2 separate regions of the Mus musculus genome follow, and region 2 is linked to region 1. Evidence: chromatin contacts called from public promoter capture Hi-C data. All regions are on one chromosome and are shown on one strand. The core of a region is the stretch at or near the end of the contact, and the rest is flanking DNA. Distances in the headings are between cores, read along the strand shown.

Region 1 (5,571 bases), core at 1,348-3,847:
CTTTTTTTCTTTTTTTTTCCTCATATTGCTTTGTTTGGGCTGTTTTGTTTTGTTTCGCCTTACTGGTTTTTAGAGTGTATATTATGGTTTCTGATTTTGTGTTTTTATGGTGTGTGTGTGTTGTGCTTTTTCTTTGTTTTATCCTGCTTTGCTTGTTTGTTTTTTAGTTTGCCTGTTTTGTTTTCTAAAAAGAAAGGGGAAGGATGGATGGAGGTGGAAGGACGGGAGGTGGGGAAAACCTGGGAAGAGATGAGGAAGGGGATGCCATGACCAGAGTATGTTGTATGAAAAAAAAAAAAAAAGGTTTGTTTTCAATGAAAAGGAAGAGTTACTTGGGCTAGTTTCCTTCTCCTTCCCCCCTCCCCCTCCTCCCCCTCCACTCCTCCCCTTCCCCTCCACCTCCCCTTCCTCCTCCTCCTCATCTCTGTGTCTGTTATTTACTTGAAACCCAGATTTATTTGCTCTTGTTTGTATTCATCATTTGAATTTATGTTCCTTTATTTTGGGGATGTGAAAACACAGCATGCCCTACTCAAAAGGTTTATGCAGATAAATATCTCTCTCTCTCACCATCGCTTCTCTGCCATCTCTCCACACATGCCTGTGGGAGAGCAAAACCACCGATTTATGATCTATTCTACCTGTGATTTGCTTTACAGAAACCATTTTCAGGGGAAGTCATCTTAACCCAGTGACTTTGCTTTGGTGGCTTTAAATCTCAGGGGAAGACTGAAACGTCCCCCCACCCCCACCCCCACCCCCCACCCCTACCCCCAGGTGTCTGTTGTGGAAAAACTGGATGGACTCATTTGTAAATTTCCCTGCCCTAATCTCAGGAACATTTTAGTGTATTTACAAGCCGGTATGTGGGGAAGGCTGTCAGGACTCTGTCTGCTTACAGAGTGCAGATGCCACCTGAGACTGAACCGAATGTCAGATGGTGCTCAGTGATGGGTGGAGGGCCTTCATTGAGATAGTGGCTACCTTGATGACGTTCTCTGAACAAACATAACCCAGAGCCTGCCTAAACTCTTTACTGCTTGTACCAGCCCCATGATACTGGGCCTATCTTTCCTTATGGTTAAAGAAAGATATTTTTGCTGGGCAAGTGGTGGTGCACGCCTTTAATCCCAGCACTTGAAAGGCAGAGGCAGGCAGGTGGATTTCTGAGTTCGAGGCCAGCCTGGTCTACAGCGTGAGTTCCAGGACAGCCAGGGCTATACAGAGAAACTCTGTCTCGAAAAACCAAAAAAAAAAAAAAAAAAAAAAGAAGAGAAAAGAGAAGAAGAACGGTATTTTTAATGGAGACTCTAGAGTCTTCTCTACACAGACCCTGCTGCTCAGCTTTTTAAGCCACATTTTGCAAACTCACCTTCTATCTTCACCTAAGTTGAAAATGTTGACAAGGACACAGTCAGAGGAAGAAAGCATTCTTCTGCACTGAGGCTTCTCCATGACATGGACCAGGATCGTCTCGGCAGTCTTCATGACTGTGAGTCTTCCGTGAATCAGATCATATCCTCTGAGAATATTCCAGGCCTTCTCTGAGGGATTAATTATCTCCTAGGTGTGTCTACCCGGCTATCCACAAGCTACAATGCATTTATTTTTTTTTTTTCTTTTCTTTTTTTTTTTTTTTTTTTTTCCATTTTTTATTAGGTATTTAACTCATTTACATTTCCAATGCTATACCAAAAGTCCCCCATATCCACCCACCCCCACTCCCCTGCCCACCCACTCCCCCTTTTTGGCCCTGGTATTCCCCTGTACTGGGGCATATAAAGTTTGCAAGTCCAATGGGCCTCTCTTTCCAGTGATGGCCGACTAGGCCATCTTTTGATATATATGCAGCTAGAGTCAAGAGCTCCGGGGTACTGGTTAGCTCATAATGTTGTTCCACCTATAGGGTTGCAGATCCCTTTAGCTCCTTGGCTACTTTCTCTAGCTCCTCCATTGGGAGCCCTATGATCCATCCATTAGCTGACTGTGAGCATCCACTTCTGTGTTTGCTGGGCCCCGGCATAGTCTCACAAGAGACAGCTACATCTGCGTCCTTTCAATAAAATCTTGCTAGTGTATGCAATGGTGTCAGCGTTTGGATGCTGATTATGGGGTGGATCCCTGGCTATGGCAGTCTCTACATGGTCCATCCTTTCATCTCAGCTCCAAACTCCGTCTCTGTAACTCCTTCCATGGGTGTCTTGTTCCCAAATCTAAGGAGGGGCATAGTGTCCACACTTCAGTCTTCATTCTCCTTGAGTTTCATGTGTTTAGCAAATTGCTACAATGCATTTATAAGAGGCCCAAAGCAAAATCAGAAATTTACTAAAAGCATGAACCTTTTTGAGTTTGTTTAGTTCAATTGCATGACTTTCATGACGTCATGCCACAATGCCAGGATTAAAATTGTCTAAATTAAACACAATGGTTGAGCTCATCATCATGATTTGTTGTTTTGGTTTTTTGAGGGTTCAGATATCAGACGACCTAACTAATTGTACGTGTATGTTTCTTTTAGACTGTGGGAGTGGAGGCTCAGTAAACTGAGCTGCGGGAGCCAGAGGGAGCCCACTGTTACACTTTAACCAGTGTGCAAAGAAGGCTCTTAGGCAATTAGTTACCTGGGACTTTCTCCCCAAGGGCTTGCTCACAAGTCACTGTTGGGATGAAGCTTCATGGCCTTGGAATCCTGGTAGCCATCATCCTCTATGAGCAGCATGGCTTCGCCTTTCAGAGGTAACACCAGGGGCCTAGGCGGGCTGGGTCCTTCCCACTTGTGTGCCTCTCACAGAGCAGAAGTAGTGTCCTGGGATAGAGAGCCAACTGGGTAGAGGCCAGTTCCTTCAGAGACTTGAAGTCGTTTGGGTATAACAGGGTATCAGTAGTACTTTTTTTTTCCATTTTCTGCTTTCATTTTACCAGTGTGATAAGTATACTCAGAGGCTATGGAGATTAAATAAACAAATCGGACCTTGACGAATCGCCTGTACCTTCACATAACACATGATTTATATTCTTCCTGCCTTAACACATAGATATATGAACTAAATAAATAAGTTTTAATCTTGTTCATAGAGCATAGGAGAGGCTAAAGGTAAAGGTATGAAATAGACCTGGATTACACACAGTCATTGAGCAGAGACCGAGAGAGGGTGCTGAGTTACAATGGACGGATAGAAGAACTTAGCTATTTCTTCATTAGCTTCGTTGGAGTGATTTCCTGAGAATCTTTGACCGTAAACTAATTAGGACACAAATGAATAAATGTTAGAGCACACTGAATACATGGGATAACAGTTGCAGCATACCTGCTTGGTTATTATTATTAACTAGGCGAGGCTAAGCTTTAAAATTGACATATAACTTTGGGATGGTGATACTTTTTTTTTGTTTTGTATCTATAACCCTTTTCCAGTTGTCTCTGAGATGGGCCCTTGTCTTCTTCTTACAGAATCGCAGGGAGAGACAGCACTTGATCTGTCTGGGTGGGGAAAAGTCTATGCGTCAAAATCTTTTCTGAGTTAGAAAACCCATAGAATGTTCACTCATTCAGGTAATGTTGTACAGCTGAAGCTGTGTTTAGGATAGCTGGCTGATTCTCTTTTGTTCAGTGTGATTGTCAAGTAGCAAGCAGTAAATTCCATTGTGAGAGACTGGCTGTTAATGAGTTCATACAAAGATCAGAAGTGCTAGAACAGTTGGTGACTCGTGCATCTATATTTTATTAATAGTTAAGTAAGTATGATTTTAGGATCTTTGTAGGTTCTAATATTCCATAACTTGATGACTGTCTTTTGTTAGAAGGTAGCAGCAACTCTGATAACATCATCTAACCCTAACCGTAACCGTAACCGTAACCCTGACCCTAACCCTAATCCTAACTGTAACCGTAACCCTGACCCTAACCCTAACCCAGTTCCTGTAGAGGCAACATCATTGTCTTTGAGTGGTGGGGGCAGAAATCTCTTGTGATTTAGGAGTGTGTTTGACTCATGTACTAGGCTGGACACAATGCTGCTATTTAAATACCTGTCCTATACTTGGGATCTGTTCTCCCCCTCCCCTCCCCTCCCCTCCCCTCCCCTCCCCTCCCCTCCCCTCCCCTCCCCTCCCCTCCCCTGCCCCAACTTTATCAAATGGCTTCTCTATGTTACCCAAGTAGACTCTGAATTTCTCATCTCCTGCCCAAGCCTCTCAAGTCGATGTGCCTGGACTGCAGATGTGCACTACTGAGCTGGCTCCAGGCTGCCATGATGATTCTATACTAAATTACACAAGGTACTCATCGCAACACAAGACACGGAAAGATCTTACCGTATCTTTACAAAATCATCAAGCCTGTGCCTATTCAGTGGAGCTAAATAATGCAAATGAAAGAGACGGGCAAAGGGAAATGGTATGGGCACGAGGGAGAAAACTCGCTCGCACGTGGTTCTTACATCCTTTGCTGCGGCATGCACTCTGAAATCTACAGACAGGTATGCTTGAAGAGTAGGATGAGAAAATGGTTACAGTTAGCCAACTAATACTACATGGAAAACAGTTAGTGCTTGCACATACCTGGAGGACCTACTTGTGAGTGAGAGGAAAAGGAGGGGCCATGTTGGAGACAGAAGCATCCCCGAGCTCCGAACTCTCACCCCTGCACTAGAAATAATAAAATGAACCCCCTCCCCCAGTGTTTCTGAGCTTTTTCAAGAGTAAGCCATTACTACCACTAAAAGAAAAATCTAATTTCATTCAGAGTGACAGCCTTTGATAAATTCTTATTTCTGGGGGTTAGAATTTAAACCTTTCCAGAAAGCAGTAGCCAGCTGGCATTTGCCTGAAGCTGTTCTTTGTTACACTTTTCTTGCCGTGATCATTTTCCTAATAACAGTTTGGGTTGGAGCAATGTCCTCGTGGTTGATTTGTAGGCGCGTGCTGATAACTCTCATCCGTGAAATGCCTTGGAACTACAACCACAAAACAGCCTGTATAAAGGCATAAATACCATATGCCAAAGAGGAAGGCAACTGAAGCCCACATTTCCATATTCGGTTGATTTTCAGGGCCAGATAAATAAATAAAACACTAGCAAGAATCTTGTAAACAAAGTCATTAATTGTATTGTGCAATGATTATCTAAGTGGAGTCTGTCAGCCCAGGCCATTGAGAAAAGAAAAATGAGAAACATGGACAGAAAGGAAGAGAAGGGTTTGGAGAGGAGGGCATGGAGGGCATCGTAGACCACAGCATATGTGGTTTGTTAATGCCACACTCTGGCTGGGTACCCGATTCCAGTCATTCTCTTTCAGTTATTAGTTCTGCCCCCTCCACTCATAACTAATCATTATTTTCACCTCAAGGAACAGACCACCAGTGGCCCCCAAGCACTGCAAAGCATATGACAACATCACAACCTAGAACTATCTATCTATCTATCTATCTATCTATCTATCTATCATCTATCCATCTCTCTATTCATCTCTTTATTTATCTAGCTATTCTCTATCCATCTATCTATTCATTTCTCTATCTCTCTCTATCTATCCATCCATCCATCAATCCATCTATCATTTCCATCAGCTA
Region 2 (5,571 bases), core at 1,291-3,790, 580 kb after region 1:
TGGAACTATAGCGATGGTCAACTAGCCCAGCCGACCACCAAGGAAAGTTCCTAAGTATTTGGATCTCCTGGCTGATACTATTCTGTGAGCTTATGCTTTAACATAGGGTGTGTCCAGGTTTCTTTTTATCAAACTCCACAGGTTCAACAGCAGTGGTAACTATCACCATATAGTCTAGACGTGTTTCAATGACTCTTGCTTCATTCCTCATCTCCCTGCTTTGCTATAATCTGTACATGGAGTTATGGGCTCTATGTCACGTCTGTGGCACTTAGACTGTGAGCTCCTTCCAGTACTACCAGGCCTGCTCTAGCATCCAGCCCCTGGCAACAGGACCACAGAATCGACACCCTATGACGTCGACACTAAAGGGTTACATAGCACAGTGAACGTCTCCCAGCTGTGGGTCCTCATGAATCAAGCAGCAGCACAGAAAGGCTGTGGTAGTTTCGCTGGGTCTTGTGGCTTAAGGGCAAAGCAGGATCCACTTTTCCTGTCAGGGAAGCCTAGGTCCATGGGAGACGGGTTTGCAGAAGTCTCTTCAGAAGGCACTCCAGCACAGGACTCAGATGGAAACCAGATTTGAGCACCATGGTACCAAATAGTAGAGAATAGAACCTCTCAGAATTAGCTCTCACAGGAAACTACAAACAGGAACACTAGAAGAAAAGGAGCCCCCAAGACACCCCTGAGATGCTGGGGTGCTTCAGAACACTTTGTATCTGCTATTTGAATATTCTAAGTCCGTGACTCTGGTAAACAGGATGGGTAAGAGCCCAAGAGGGTTGCTTCGTGACTCACAAGCCATTTTTGTTTGTTTGTTTGGCGGCACAAGTTAACCTGAGATCTACGGAATGCTTCTGCTTATTCAGTCTGCCTTATCCACTAATACAGACAGGCAAATTGCTTTAATCAGCAAGGCTCAGTCTCTCCATCTCTAAAATGGGAAGAAGAGTATCCACGAGCTAAGTTTACTCTAAGGTCATGACTGTAGCACAGTGTTCACATGCACACAGTGTGTGGTCCCATTTTGCTGACTAATAGGGCAGGCAGAGCCATGTAATTCTGTGGATTACTTGTGGTTTCCCAAGCATGTTGCTTCACACCCCACTCACGCTGTCCCCCCAGGCCTGGAATATTCCTCTCCTACTAGAAGTTTCCAACCAGCTAACATGCCACTCTGCCAATGAGCCTCTAAACCAGAGAAGAAAACTCACTTCAGTATCTTTGTATCCTTCCAGCATTTTTACAGAACATGGTTACTTGTATAGGGGTCAACAGGGGGATCTTTTTTCTGCCACCCTAAGAGTAATAGTCATTACCGCTGCCATGGCTAGGGTTCCCATTGCTGGGAAAAGACGCCACGACCAAGGCAGCTCTTATAAAGGAGGATATTTAATTGGGACTGGCTTACAGGTTCAGAGGTTCAGTCCACTATCATCATGAGAGGAAGCACGGTAGCATCTAGACAGACACAGAGCTGGAGAAGGAGCCAAGAGTTCTACGTCTTGATCTGAAAGCAGTCAGGAGAAGACTGTCCTCCAGGCAGCTAGGGTCTCAAAGCCCCCCCCCCCCCCACACACACACGCACACACATACACACAGTGATACACTTCCTCCAACACAGCCACACCTACTCCAACAAGGCCAAACCTCCTAAGAGTGTCACTCCCTAAATCAATCATATTGAAACCACCACAACCACTATAATAAAAGTCAGTCTGTCAAGAAAGGGGTATAGCAAATGTATTTGCTTATAGTATTATATTATATGGCACAGCCAAGGTGTCCCATATTATATTTGGATGACAACGCATGGACAGCCTTGGAGAAATATGACTGAGAAAAAAAAAAAAAAAAAAAAAAAAAGGTCTGACCTCGTAATAACAGACCTGCCAGAGAAAACCACAGCATGACCTAGTGTTCAAATTCTTCCTGGCCTCTGAGACAATGAGCCTTCTCAGGAATGGGGAGTGACAGTGTCAATATCACCTATAGTCAAAAAGGTAGGGCAGAAAATTTCTCCATGGACAGCTTGGGAAAGTTAAGGAAATCTTAGACTGGGGGGGAGGGGGGGCAGATTTTGGTTTGTTTGACCTGCTCTGGGGTAAGAATTCTAGTCTTAGTGGCTTTCTTGGGGGTAGAATGGAGAGCAATAAATAGGAGGGCAAGAGACATGGGCTTTTTGTCTAAAGTTATCTCTGCTGTTAGTTGTGTTGGTTGATTGCACTGAATTTCATTCTGTAGCTCAGGGTAGACTAGAACTAAATTGCCCAGGCTAGAGCTTTGAACTTGCAGCAATCTGCCTGCCTTAGCCTCTCAAGTACTGGGATGACAGGTGTAACCTGGCACACTGGCCGTGGAGACCACTTCTAAGACTTCCCTGGGGGGGGGGGCGGGTGCGGTGAGTGGGTAAGAAGAACCCTAACTTTGGTTTTCTCCCCGTTTCTGTTTCTGCTGCTGTCAGTGTGGTGCATGTAGACTGGAATATGACTCCATTACAGGTCCTAGCAGTTTGGGTGTTTCTGTTTGGGGCAGTGCTGGGCAGGAATCCAGGGCCTCGCTCATGCAAGCCAAATATTACCTCACTACCCCTTGCTACCACAGGTTCCTTTGCTGTCAGCAGCAATAGAAACCTAAGAGCACACACAAATGCCAGCTGTTCTTTCAAGTAATACAAGAAAAATATCATATCATGTGCCTTGGTCCCTGAGATGAGGGGTACAGGTCACTTAAAGTAAACATATTTTGAGACAAAGTCTTGGGTAGCTCAGGCTGACCTCAAAGCTGCTATGTACAGACGGTGAGCCTCCTGCCTCTACCTCAAAAGCACTCGGAGGGCCGGGCGTGGTGGCACACGCCTTTAATCTTAACACTCGAGAGTCAGAGGCAGGTGGATTTCTGAGTTCGAGGCCAGCCTGGTCTACAAAGTGAGTTCCAGGACAGCCAGAGCTAAAAAAAGCACTAGGATGATAACTGTGTGCCACTAAGCCAGGCTTTATCCAGGCCATGGGAATCGAACCCATGGCCTGGTGCCATTGAACAAACACCTACTGCCTGAGCTGTATTCTCACCCCTAAATCTCTTTAAGAGAGTCCTAAGAGATGATAACACTTGCTTTTCCTGCCATTCTTTTTTCTTTTTTTCTTTCTCTTTTTCTCAATAAACACAGCACCCAGAAACTCTGGCAGGCAATGACAAGGGACAGTTTGTAACCAGCATGGCCTTGACGGATAAACCCACAACTTAGAAACCCCTCCACCACTGAGCTACATCTCCAGCCCTAGAAACTTTGTGGGTTTTTTTTTTCTTTCTCTTTTTTTAAGATTTATTTATTTATTTCATGTATGTGAGTACACTGTCACTGTCTTCAGACACACCAGAAGAGGGCATCAGATTCCCATTACAGATGGTTGTGAGCCGCCATGTGGTTGATGGGAATTGAACTCATGACCTCTGGAAGCAGCTTAAAGCTAGTATCCATGGGAGATCCGGGGGCCATAGGGCCACTTGGCTATCACCAGAAGTGACCCTTGCTGAGTGTCTATGGAGGCCATTTAGTCATGCCACCTCTCATCCCCTGCTGTCACCCCATATGGTTCATTGTTTGAGTAGGAAACAGGATTCCTTCCCTGAAAACTGTGATTCCTTCCCAGCCAAGGCCACGCGGCATACTTGCATGACTCTCAGATTCTCTAAAGTAATGAAGGCCACGCAGCATGGATAACTCTCGGATTCTCTAAAGTAACGGGTCAGTTTGTGTGCCCCATCCGTTTCAGATTCACCACTTTCAAGTCCAAAGGAGAAAAAATATGATAGGGAACAGAAGGGAAAGATAGGGGAAGGTTTTTTTTATATTAATTAATACTTTGTGTTATAAAAATACATTTGTCTTAACTGTATAAAAATACTCTGTCTTGGTTAGGGTTCTATTGCTGTGGACAGACACCACGACCATGGCAACTCTTACAAAGGAAAATATTTAACTGGGGCTGACTTAAAGTTTCAGAGGTTCTAGTCCATTACATTATCATCATGGCAGGAGCCTAAAGGCATGCAGGCAGACATGGTTCTGTAGGAGTCAAGGGTTCCACATCTTGATCCGAAGGCAGTGGTAGACCGTGTACCACACTGGGAGTAGCATGGGCATAAGAAACCTCAAAGCCCACCTCCACAATTATGTACTTCCTCCAAAAAGGCCACACCTACTCCAGTAAGGCCACACCTATTAATTGGGCCACTCCCTCTAGCCCTATGGGGGTCATACCTATTCAAAGCACCACATATGCCATATTATAAGAAGGAATATACTTGTATATGCTCAATATGCACACACTGTTAATTTGTTGAGTCAACCCCTCACCCCCAGCAACAGGCACATCTGGAGGAATAAAAGATTAATATCCCCTCCACAAAAAAGTTAATACCAGCAGACACTACCCAGAGTAATAGTTTCTAGGAGTGCCTAAGGCCTCCATAGAGTGTGACAAGATAGTAAGAGACAGATGAGCCAGGCACAGTTCCCCCCATGCCTTTAATTACAGCCCTCAGGAGACAGAGGCAGGTGGATCTCGAAGTTCAGGGCCAGCCTGGTCTACAGAGTGAGTTCCAGGACAGCCAGGGCTACACAGAGAAACCTTGTCTCAGAAAATGGGGGCGGGGGGAGTGGGAAGGTGGGACAGACACCACAAATCTCAGGAATGTGTCCATCACCTGCCCAGAAGAACAGACCCTCAGGGACTATTGATTTCCTTTGTTCCCACCAATGTTTCCTATAAAGCTTACTGTTGGAAGATAAAATGGAACTCTGGGGTTTGGCTTAGTTTTTAAATATTAATCTGCTGTCTTCTAGCTGTTGACGAATAAATACAACTTAAAGGGCTGCCTTTGCTCTCTGGCCTTTGTAGTGGTGACACACGTGATTTCTAGTAGTCCAGTGACATTCTAGGTGCTCTGCCAGGACAGGTGGGGACTCCCTGGTAGGCTGCAATTAATGAAGAATGGCAGTTGCTGCCTTACTGAGGGCCACAGGCTTGGGAGATGCCCAAGTGCTACCAAGAGTCTTCCCTTGAAATGTGGTGAGGTCACGTGGATGTACTGTGTGTTTCCCTTTCACCTTCACGTAACTAATTGAGATGCTGTGCTGTGGTTAGGTGCTCGGGTTAAAGCTGGTTTGGCTTCTGGTTTTTTGTTTGTTTGTTTTTGTTTTTCAAGACAGGGTTTCTCTGTGTAGCCCTGGCTGTCCTGGAACTCACTTTGTAGACCAGGCTGGCCTCGAACTCAGAAATCCACCTGACTCTGCCTCCCAAGTGTGGGGATTAAAGGCGTGCGCCACCACACCTGGCTGGCTTCTGGTGAGGTGAAGGGGGTGGCAGAATGGCAGAGTCAGGCAGATCTCTGAGTTCAGGGCCAGCCTGGTGAGTTGTTCCAGGACAGCCAGGGTTACACACACACACACACACACACACACACACACGTCACGCCCACCTCGGCCGGCAAGGAAGACACAACCCCTTCTCAACAGCCTTTATTTCAGGAACGCCTAGATGCTGCTACGGGGACCCCGGGCAC

Evidence for each region. Promoter capture Hi-C pulls out the DNA fragments that hold promoters and counts their contacts.
Region 2: a promoter capture Hi-C map of liver shows a contact between it and region 1, with 2.2 times the contacts expected there. The contact joins the enhancer-like site here to the promoter of Cpb2 in region 1. A contact is called at or near these places in 2 of 39 promoter capture datasets (cranial neural crest and liver), 1 of 484 Hi-C or Micro-C datasets (the G1E-ER4 cell line) and 2 of 115 datasets of contacts at active chromatin or transcription factors (astrocytes and bone marrow-derived macrophages).

Annotation. Positions count from the first base shown.
Region 1 is chr14:75,239,690-75,245,260 of GRCm38.p6, forward strand. Cpb2 (carboxypeptidase B2 (plasma)) reads left to right here and starts at 2,598. Exons shown (of 11, transcript NM_019775.3): 1 at 2,598-2,736. The coding sequence starts at 2,666.
Region 2 is chr14:75,817,656-75,823,226 of GRCm38.p6, forward strand. No RefSeq gene overlaps it. Among named protein-coding and RNA genes, the nearest start is that of Gm36271, 16 kb to the left of the region's middle. Within about 2 kb of position 2,541, at least 22 of the 459 cell types and tissues checked have an H3K27ac peak or open chromatin away from gene starts, as enhancers often do. A contact at or near this core is called in liver, where this site is marked.